Linked DNA regions of Mus musculus: region 2 is linked to region 1. A link is a contact called in public promoter capture Hi-C data. All regions are on one chromosome and are shown on one strand. The core of a region is the stretch at or near the end of the contact, and the rest is flanking DNA. Distances in the headings are between cores, read along the strand shown. Region 1 holds the start of Zfp444 (zinc finger protein 444). Region 2 holds the start of Zfp128 (zinc finger protein 128).

Region 1 (5,293 bases), core at 2,048-4,547:
ATGCCATAAACTACATATCAATTTCCCAAAACAAATTCCTTTCTTAGCTGATGGAAAGGGACAACAGAGAACTAACCCTGGTTGATTAGCACTGTGGTGTGGATGCTAGGCAGGAGGAATGGGAACGGGTTCCTGCCAGCTCTTTCCCTCCCTGGAGCCCTAGGAGACACAAGCCTATCAACATAGTAGTTTCCAATCACAAATGGTCTGAGCGGTCAGCAACTCCCCCACCCCACTCCCCACGTCAAAGTCCACAGCAGATGTCTTTCATGTCTGGATCAAGTGAAAGGGGGCATTCCTTTGAGGCAAGCCCAAATTCCTGCAATAAAGAGAAAATTCAGATTTATGACCTAAAGTGGCCAGTCGAGAGCCGTATGGTAGGAGGAGACACACGTGTAGATGAGGTAAGAGAATGGAAGTAACAGTGAGATACATATTTATATCCCTCAGAAGCCTCACCCTACAGTGGCCTGCAGACCTTCACACTGGGCCTGGCAGGGGAGTAAGGGCTGTAGAGAATTCAAAAGGATGCCCGGCAAAGGTTAAGATGGAAAACCTCAGCAAGTGCACGTTCAGGCACTGGCCTTCAGGGCCAGATCAAGAGTAACTCAGCATTGGCCCAGAAGTGGGTGATAAGGATCCTAAGCTGCTTGTCACCTACTGCAGGGACGGGGTTTTAAAGTGGCTGGGCAGGAAAGCAGGGGCTGGTGAGATAAACAGTTAGCTTTTCCTTCTGCACACAGAGCCTACAGAACTAAAATAGTCAATTAGGGCACTGGCTAAAAAGTTACTAGTTACTAACACTGACTACTTAGTAACTAGTTACTGACACTGGTTAGTCATTAGTCTTTCTATGCCACATATCCTAAGTTCCAGGTCACAAAAAGTAACTCTTGGCTGACAAACCAGTTAAACTAAATGCTACAAAAGTTAACTATTTCCTCCTCGCTTGGCCCCAAAGGATGGGCAGTGGACTTCTTGAGCAAGGTCCACGATACCATGGAAAGAGGAGAGCTCTGTGTCCCACATCAATAATCTCTAACTGCTTTTCTACTTCACCAAGCTGTTGATTTCTGGAGGGGGTGGGCACTCAAGCGCATTCCGTGCGCGTTGCCTGTGGAGGCCTGAGGTCGAGGTTAGGGTTTCTTTATCTTCCTTCCTTTTTTTTTTTTTTTAAAAGATTTATTTATTTATTTTATGTATATGAGTACACTGTTGCTGTCTTCAGATGCACCAGAAGAGGGCATCAGATCCCATTACAGATGGTTGTGAGCCACCATGTGGTTGTTGGGAATTGAACTCAGCACCTCTGGAAGAGCAGCCAGTGCTCTTAACCGCTGAGCCATCCCTCCAGCCCCTTTACCTTCCTTTTTAAAAGTCTCTTATGGAACCTAAAGCCTGCCTTTTCATCTGCGATGAGAAGCCAGTGAACACACACTGAGGTGCCCTTGTGCTGCTCAACCTTTACCCAGTTCTGATTGTCCTCAGCTTGTACTTTAGCCCATTGAGCCATCTCCCCAGCATCTGTTTTTGGTTTGTTTTCGTTTTACTTTTATTCTATTAAATGCGTAACTTTCAGTGTCCCCTTCTTCTACCTCTCTCTCCTACACTTCGACCCTGATGTTCATTCTCTCTGAATCCATCAATGGTCCTTCAAAAGGCCAGGAATCTGCACTGGGCACTCTGTGCCCTGAGCTGCACAACTCACCAAATATTTACTCAGAGGACAAGGGCTTCGGAATTGGAACCGATTCCAGCTGCGTACCAGCAATGTGTCCTCGGTCAAAGAACAACTGCTCCTTTCAAAGACTAATCTCCATCTCCTTGGCTGTAAAATGGGAGCAATAATCGAGGTTGGAAAGTCAAGTAAAATAAAGAGCAAAAAAGTACCCCAGAGCATGGCTGGAGAGGTGGCTCAGCAGTTAAGAGTACTGGTTGCTGCTTTTCCAGAGGACCTGGGTTCAATGCCCAGCACCCACATGGCAGCTCACAACTGAAACTCTAGAATCAGAGGATGCAGTAAACACATATGCAGGCAAAATATGGATGCACGTTAAAATAAAAATAAATCATTAAAAGAAAAAAAAAGTACCCAGAACACCACCTGGCAATAAACAAACCCCACCTATTGCATTTACTATCAACACACATTAACCCTCCAACTCCTTGTGAGTCATTTACGTAAAGCCACTGTGAAACAAGCGCCCAAGACTAAATTGTAAATTGGAATAGGTGTTAAAATAGCATATAAAAAGGAGTGAAGACTGGCAGTGGTGGCTCATGCCTTTAAGCCCTGCTCTTGGGAGGCAGAGGCAGGCGGATTTGAGTTCAAGGCCAGCCTGGTCTACAGAGTGAGTTCCAGGACAGCCAGGGTTATACAGAGAAACTCTGTCTTGAAAAACCAAAAAAAAAAAAAAAAAAAGTTAAGATGAGTATTTTTGTTTGTTTGTTTTTAAATTCAATTACTTTCACCGGTTTAAAGCTTGGCATGGCTCTCGAGTGTGATTAAGGCCAGCCTGGGCTACAGGAGACCATACCCAAAACACCATCATCAACAACAACAAAAACCCTGAACAAAACAAAAAAACTAGGCCAACGCTTGTAATCTGAGCACGTGAGAGGCTGAGCCAGGAGGATCAGAACCGAGAGATTTAAGTCCCTCTTATCCTGTTAAAACCTGTCTCCAAGCCCCTTCTGCACATTAATGAATTTCGCCTCTCGCGACAAGCTAATGAGGCGGATACGCTTGTAATGAAGAAATACTTATCCTCCAGAACCTCAACTCGACAGAAGTGCGTGTGAACGTGTGACCAGCACACAGGACTAGCCACCTGCACCGGTCTACGCTGCTATGGCACGGTGCCCCTGGATAGACCCCTTCCCGCAATCCTTTTCGAAGAGGTTAGAGGTCCCGGCGCCCCAGGATTTCTCAGTGGGGTCCAACTTCCACTCCACTCTCAGTTTCCAACCATCCCAGGGCTCCCCCTCGAACATCCCAGCCCCCTCCCGCTGCCCAGCCTCCCCAGGCCTCCAACTCTCCCGCGTCTGCATCTCGCGTTCCTCCCGCTCCCCGGCCCGCCCCCAGAACCCCACCTCCAGCCTCCTATCATCCCCCTCCCCCAAGCCGCCCATCCCTCCCTTCCTCTCCCTCCTCCAGACCTGGGTACCCCTCCCCGTGGTCCGCCCGTTCCCCGTACACCGGACTCCCCAGCCCTTCCTTTTCCCTCTAGCTCACCTCACTCTCCTGGGCGAGGCCCCCCAAACAACCTCACCTTCCCGCACATGCGCACAAAGCTCATCGGGACTCCATGCCCCAGCAGGCTTTGCGCCAAATTCACCCGTACTTCCCCGCCCCCACGTCCCCTCACTCTCTACACTAGGAATCGCTAATTCTACCCAACACTTCCCACCTCTCCCAGCTGGAAACTACATCTCCCAAGAAACATCGCGACAAAGCGGCTTTCCATTAGCCCTACTGTGATGAGTCCTGTACGCTCGTGCGTCCCGAGCTAGCCAGAAAACTACATTTCTTAAAGTGTAAAGAAGAAAACCCGATTCCTATTGGCTCACACAGGCGCAAACAGAGCGCTTCTGATTTTGGACTACATTTCCCAGATTTCACGTGGATTTCCTTCCTCTACCATCCCTCACAAGACACCCCGCCGGCTGACTTCTGGCAAACGCGGACGGGTCGGGGAGGGATAAGAGGAATCTGTGGTTTCGTTGTCGTGGAAACCGGGGGAGGCAGCACACTTGGGAGACCCGCCTCCAGGACCTTTAAGCGCCTATAGAGGAGGTCGTGGAGGCTATGCCAGAGTTCTCCTCAGATCAGCAGTGGGAGATCCGTCTCCTTGACAACAGTTGCAGTATCGCCCTCCCGCTCCAGTACTAGGTTAAAGGAAGGTTGAGGCTGGTCAACGAAACCTGACCTCTGAGAATTAGTTCGCTCGTCCCATACTGTCAGTCCACTCTCTAGCCTCAGTTTCCCGTCTTGTGAATAGGAAGGAAAATATTACGTGTCAAACGGCGCTTGTGTAGCCCCCTACGGACACTGAAGCCTCAGTTTCCCTACCTCAGAAAAGGCAAGAAGGTTTTGAGTTTGCTCTTTGTAATATGTATGGGTGTTTCGCTGAGTCGGTGCACCATGTGCTCGCAGTACCCACGGAGGCCAGAAAGCGGCGTGGGATTCCCTTAGACCTGTATTACAGACGGTTGTGAGCCACATGTAGGTGCTAGAAGGACGTCTAGAATAGCTTGTGCTTCGTTGTTAACCTCTTTGTCATCTTTCCAGCCCTACCCCTACCTACTACCCCAACGCACCACATACACACGTACTCGCAGGAGCGCAAGAAGGTTATGAGACTTTCTGTTTACGTGATAGATGGCTCTTACAAGCTAGTGGGGCAGACAGAGACTCTCCCCTCCTCACTGGACTTCGAAAAAAGGTGACATTGGCACACAAAGGAAATCATGTGAAGCAGAGTTGTTATTGTCCTTACCAAATTCGTGGATGGACAATACCATTGCCCTAGTTTCTATTTACTCACTAGTTTACAGCTTAGAGACGGATCTATCCCCACAACAGCTAAACTTAATCCTGTCCCACCTCTCTGCCCTCTCTGTCCCTCATCTTGGTAAGTGTGCTAACCACACAAGCTGCTTTGCTATTTGAAGAGCGAGCCTGCAATACCACATTCTTTTCCTAGTGGTGCTTTTCACATACTAGTTGGATTCTTTTCGTATATGATTTAAAACTTTTTTAAGACGGAGTCTCTTGTAGCCCAGATTAGTCTCCAACTCACTGTCTGGCTAAGGATGATCCTCTGCCTCCGCCTCCAGAATGCCAGAATTTGAAGTGTGAACTACCATGCCCAGCTTTATTTTCACGTTTATCTATATTGGCTTTTTTTTTTTTTACTACATATTTATTGTGATTTAGTGTGTGTGTGTGTGGGGGGGGTATGAGTGTGTATGCGTGTCACAGTTTGTTACATGGAGGACAGTGTGTGTGTGGGGGGGGGTATGAGTGTGTATGCGTGTCACAGTTTGTTACGTGGAGGACAGTGTGTGTGTGGGGGGGGTATGAGTGTGTATGTGTGTCACAGTTTGTTACGTGGAGGACAGTGTGTGGGGGGGGGTATGAGTGTGTATGCGTGTCACAGTTTGTTACGTGGAGGACAGAGGGCTGCTTTCAGGAGTTGGTTCTCTTTCCCCAGGCAGAGACGGGATTGAAAGCAGGATACCAGGCTTGGCTGCGGGTGCCTTTACTCACTGAGCGATCTCAGTGGCCCAA
Region 2 (5,293 bases), core at 1,514-4,013, 6.7 Mb before region 1:
CTTTCCAACCCTATACCAGTCCTTCTCAACACCTTTCCCCGATTTTCCATTTTGTGTGTGGTGCTAGGACGTCCCACATGCTAGGCAAGCACTCTTCACACTGAGCTACACCACCAGTCCCTAAAACAGTGCTTCTTAAGATGTGGGTTGCAGCCGGGCAGTGGTGGCGCATATCTTTAATCCCAGCACTTGGGAGGCAGAGGCAGGCAGATTTCTGAGTTTGAGGCCAGCCTGGTCTACAAAGTGAGTTCCAGGACAGCCAGAGCTATACAGAGAAATCATGTCTCGAAACCCCCCCCCAAAAAAAAGATGTGGGTTGCAACTCCTTTGGGGGTTGCATATCAGATATCCTGCATATCAGATATTTACATTACGATTCACAACAGTAGCAAAATTATAGTCATGAAGTAGCAACAAAATAATTTTGTGGTTGGGGGTCCCCACAGTATGACGAACTGTATTAAAGGGTCACAGCATTGAGAACCACTGCTCTGGACACTTGAATGGCTTCTTGTCACTTTTCAATAAAGGCTGATCACTCTCCCAAAGATATCCAGGTACCTGCTCCTGAAACTTATGAATATTACAATAGTAACATAGACTTTGCCGATATGATAAAGACGACAAAACAGGCACATGTCCTGAGTTATCTGGGTGGCCTCTAAATGCAACCACACATTTAGGAGATAGGCGTGAGACTTGAGAAGTTGGAAAGTAATGTGATCACCTAAGCGAGATGCTACATTGCTGCTCTAAGGCTAGATAAAAGGCCACAAGGCAAGGAGTGCCGGGGCTACAGCTCTTATAGTTGGAAAAGCAGAGAACATCCCCTAGAACTTGGTGGAAGTATGGCTCTGCTTAGTTTAGTGGTGCTCATTTCTGACTTCTCATCTCTAGACTGTGTCCCCCCCACCCTCCCCGCACCTTTTTTTTTTTTTTTAATTCTGAGAGAGGGTCCAGCCTGGCTTTGAATTTATCATCTTCCTGCCTCAGTCACTCATGTTGCTGGATTATATGCATGCGTCACCACTCTTGGCTTACAATGTACATTGTCTTTTGCCACACATTTTGTAAATACTTGCTACAGCAACCACAAGAAACTAATGTACTAGACCTCTAGGGTCTCCTTATTTGGTCCTTGCTCCTGTGGAGGCTAGTCTCCAAAATGGCCCCTTAGTAACCCCCCCTCCCCTCCCCACCCCCGATCTGCATGCAACCATGCTGACTTCTATAACTGATAGGATACTGTGGAAATGACAGCATAAAGTCTGAGCTGAGGTCACAGGTGACAACACAGCTTCTACCTTGCCATCTTCTGGATCACACCACTCTATAGGAAACTTCACTTTACACAGTGAGACCTAAGTGCTTCATAGCAAGGCCTACAAGGAGAAACACTGAGTTCTCCTGCCAACAGCATGTGAATGAACTATCTTGACAGTGGGTCTTCTAGGCTCTGATAAGTCTCAAGTAATAACTGTTGGACTGTCATTTTGAATATAACTTTAAGAGCCTAGGGTAGATCCATAAACTAAGTCACTCTTGATTTCCTACCCCATCAGAAACCATGAAGTAGTGTTTATTTCAGGTCTCACTACGTTTTGTGTGTACTACCTGAAACACGACAACAGATTGATTAAACACACCTCTTTTCCCGCCCGTCTCATCGCTTACTCCTTGACAAACTGTCAGCCTCATGACGGTTACCTGAGACTTGACTGGGGCTGGCGAATCCACCTTCACTATGGCTCATTCATATAGCTGTTGATAGGCCTCAGTTCTCAGTTCTACACTCTGGTCACATTTCATGAAAAACTGAGATGACATGAATCTGATCATTTGCAATCTAAGACTATCATAAGCTTACTTTTCACACCAAATGTAATTAACGCAAATTTCCCCCAAGCAAACCAAATACCCACCTCCTGACCTCCAGAGCATAATTTCAAAGTTGCAGAACTTATGTATGAAATGGTCTTGGCTTCTGCTAGGTGAACTACGGTGAACAGAATAAGCAATTTGTCTACAAGTGCAGACTTTGATGATCAGGAGCTAGACAAACACTGATAGCCACACCTACCAGTTTTCCCAAGGCCCAGAAGGGCGTGACCCTTACTAGTTACTTCTGTTTTCCTAACTTGGTACCTCTGCCCCGTGAAGTTATGCCTTACTTGCAAAATAGGGGTCATGGTGCGGAGGTTCCCTTAAAAGTCGGTTGATTCTGCGCCTTAGGACATGTTTTGAGGACCGTACCCGCAATGTGGTTGCTCTGTAATGCTAGCCAGTCACCTGTCATCTCCGAGAACCGTCTTTCGGGATAAATGGGAGGGCGTTGGCCAGAGTGGGATCGAACCCCTGAGCAGAGCCTGTCAGTCCTCAGGGAAATGACCACCCTCCTCCCCTCCACCCCATGGCACGCAGACAGGAGGCTGAAGCATGCACACAGAGGGAACTAGATTTGGACCCAGGCTCGGAGGCTGAGCCACAGCGCTTGTTTCTCTTGTGGAAAAAGCGCCGCGGGTTACAGGTCACTCTGTCGGGGACAGCAGGACTCGGAGTCCAATCTGTCCTTTTTGTTACCTGAAGTTGTGTTGCTTGCGGCCGCGAGGCCATTGCCACTGTTGCTGCTTTGTCCTGGTGGTCCATTCCAGGCCAACAGGTTAGCCACAGACGTCCAAGGACACCCTAATTTTAAACTCAGCCCCGTCCTGGGGACCACCCGACTGGCCTCCCGCTGGACAATGGCGGCAGCGCCAGGGACACTGAGACTACAATTCCCAGAAGGCCACGCGCCGAGACGCAGCACTTAACCAATGGAAGCTAGCGCCAGCCCAACGTTGACCAATCGGGGAAGGCCTGGCCTCTGGTCTAAGGGAGTGCAACCACTCACAGGTCTTGTTTAAGGATCAGGTCTGGGTACCAGCAGAGGTCAGCTTACATTCCGTTACCTGCGGGTGCGGGCATCACTTGGGCTTCGAGTTGCCTGGAAAATAATCCTCCCGCCCTGACGGCTGAGTTCAGGGCATATATGCATCTGCACCGTGAGTTGGGCGCGCAGCGGCAAGGTCTTGGTGTTAGAATTGGTCAATCTGACCTGCTGCTGGAATTTTTTGTTTTGTTGGTTTTTTTGTTTTGTTTTGTTTTTTGGTTTTTTGGTTTTTCGAGACAGGGTTTCTTCTCTGTATAGCCCTGGCTGTCCTGGAACTCACTTTGTAGACCAGACTGGCCTCGAACTCAGAAATCTGCCTGCCTCTGCCTCCTGAGTGCTGGGATTAAAGGCGTGCACCACCACACCCGGCTGCCCGGCAGGCAGATTTCTGATTCCTGCCCAGTCTGGTGTACAGAGTGAGTTCCAGGACAGCCAGGGCTACAAAACCCTGCCTTGAAAAGGGAAAGAAAGAAGGAAAGAGAGAAAGAGGAAAAGAGAGAAAGGAAGGAAAGAAGGAAGGAAAGAAGGAAGGAAACAATGGGCTTTTGCTAGTTTTCACTAGGTTGATGATGTAATAGAAAAAGACCAAAAATACACTATACCCTTAAAGAGACAGAGACTATCAGGTGTAGAACAGCAGGCTCTGCCCTTCCTCCACTATCCCCACTCCCCAGTACTGGATATTGAACCTAGGTCTTTATGCAAGAGTGGTAAGTGCTCTAATACAGAGCTGCAGTCCAGCAAACAGCAGGTCCTTTTATTCTCATCCTCCCTTCTCTGTCTCTCCCTCCTTTCAGCCTAGTAGTTTCCTTTGTTCTCTCCTGGCATCTTCCTCACCAGTCTGACAATGACAGTAGTGTCATAACTGGTGCTCTGGGTCTGGGCTGGGCATTTCTAGGTTCTTGGCCTCTTTTCCAAAGAATTGAATTTAAGAGCTTACAGAAAAAAAGTAAGATAATGTTATTTGAGTAAAAGTGAAATTACATATTATGTAGGTATGCTATTAAAGATTGACAATGAGTTATGGGAGTGAAGATTCTCAGTGTCCAGATTATTGCTCAGGGCTTCCTTTTATAGGGTTCAGGAGAAGGGGGTGCTGATTACTAGATATGTAGTTTGGGTGGTTCTCTACTCTGATTGATAGAGTAAGTCATATATTCGTTTTCTCTACTGTGCATGTCCTTTTTATAATGCATCTGATTTTAAACATAAGTGTGCCCTTATGTATCAGCATAAGGTAAATAGGAGGGTCTCCCTAAAAGTAACAGAGGGCACAGTTTTCCTTTCTTGTGTATGCATCTGAAACTAGGTCAGGCCAGATCAGCTTTTCCATTCTTCATACACAGACAATGCTGAGAATATACTTGAATGGAAACTGTCTAATTTGAACATTGCCAAGGACGGGAAAACTTATACTACTGTTCAGAGATGGAAGTATGGGTAGCCTGATATAGCTAGAAGTTCTGAGGTTACTAGAGGCATTGTTTGGAGAGGTGTGTGTGTGTGTGTATAGTATGTGACACTGAAGGCTCCCAAGTGTGTTACTGCAAGAGGACTGTGTCTTCATAATCTCAAATCAAATAGGGGATGGGGGTCTTAGTGTACTAAACTATCTCCTATGCTCACCTGCCTCAGTTTCAAGCAGTGCAGTGGGTTTGAATGAGATATTTCCCTGTAGTCTCAGGCATTAGAACAGTTGGGGATGATGCTCTTTGGGGTGCAACCATGCTGGAGGAAGTATGACACTGGGACCTGCCGGAATCCTTGCAGTCACCAGAGCCAGCAAAGTAATGATCCACAGGAGGCTAAAGGGTAGCTCAGGCACAACAGGACTAAGTAGTTAGTGTTGGTTCAAACTTTGGAAGTCTGACCCCAAATAGTTTATTTTAGGCATATTTAAGCACAGCACAATTTGGTGAAAACTTTGATGGTGATAAACCTGATCAGGCAGGTTGGGTTTGATGGAGCCACCAGTGTAGAGTTGCTACAGCACCAGTAAAACATGGTGATTGTTAGAAATTGGCTAACAGCCACTCAAGCTATTGGCAGCTTCTCTCAAGTTGTAGCAGCCACTGTAGAAGCTATTCAAAAACCTTTTCAAAAAGGGTCTTATTTTGAATTGGGAAATAAAAGACATTTGAAAAATGAATGCAAAAGTATTCTAGTAATCCTGCCTCTTACCTTTGTCTATGATGTTAAAAAAAAAAAAAAGGAAAACATTAGGCTAAGGAAAGTTGATCCAAATTTGGCAAGTCTTGCGTGCACCTGACTGGCCAGGAAGAACGATGCTGCAACAGGATCCTTCCACACACGTTTATTGGGAGAGCTTGATTGCAGAGTCGAAGTGACCCCAAGCCCAGAACT

Evidence for each region. Promoter capture Hi-C pulls out the DNA fragments that hold promoters and counts their contacts.
Region 2: a contact with region 1 is called in a promoter capture Hi-C map of pre-B cells. The contact joins the promoter of Zfp128 here to the promoter of Zfp444 in region 1. A contact is called at or near these places in 3 of 39 promoter capture datasets (cranial neural crest, frontonasal cranial neural crest and pre-B cells) and 1 of 484 Hi-C or Micro-C datasets (CD4 T cells).

What each region holds. Positions count from the first base shown.
Region 1 is chr7:6,170,517-6,175,809 of GRCm38.p6, reverse strand. It overlaps Zfp444 (zinc finger protein 444), which reads right to left and starts at 3,297. Exons shown (of 4, transcript NM_028316.3): 1 at 3,236-3,297.
Region 2 is chr7:12,878,648-12,883,940 of GRCm38.p6, reverse strand. Zfp128 (zinc finger protein 128) reads right to left here and starts at 2,763. Exons shown (of 4, transcript NM_153802.4): 1 at 2,581-2,763. The coding sequence starts at 2,646.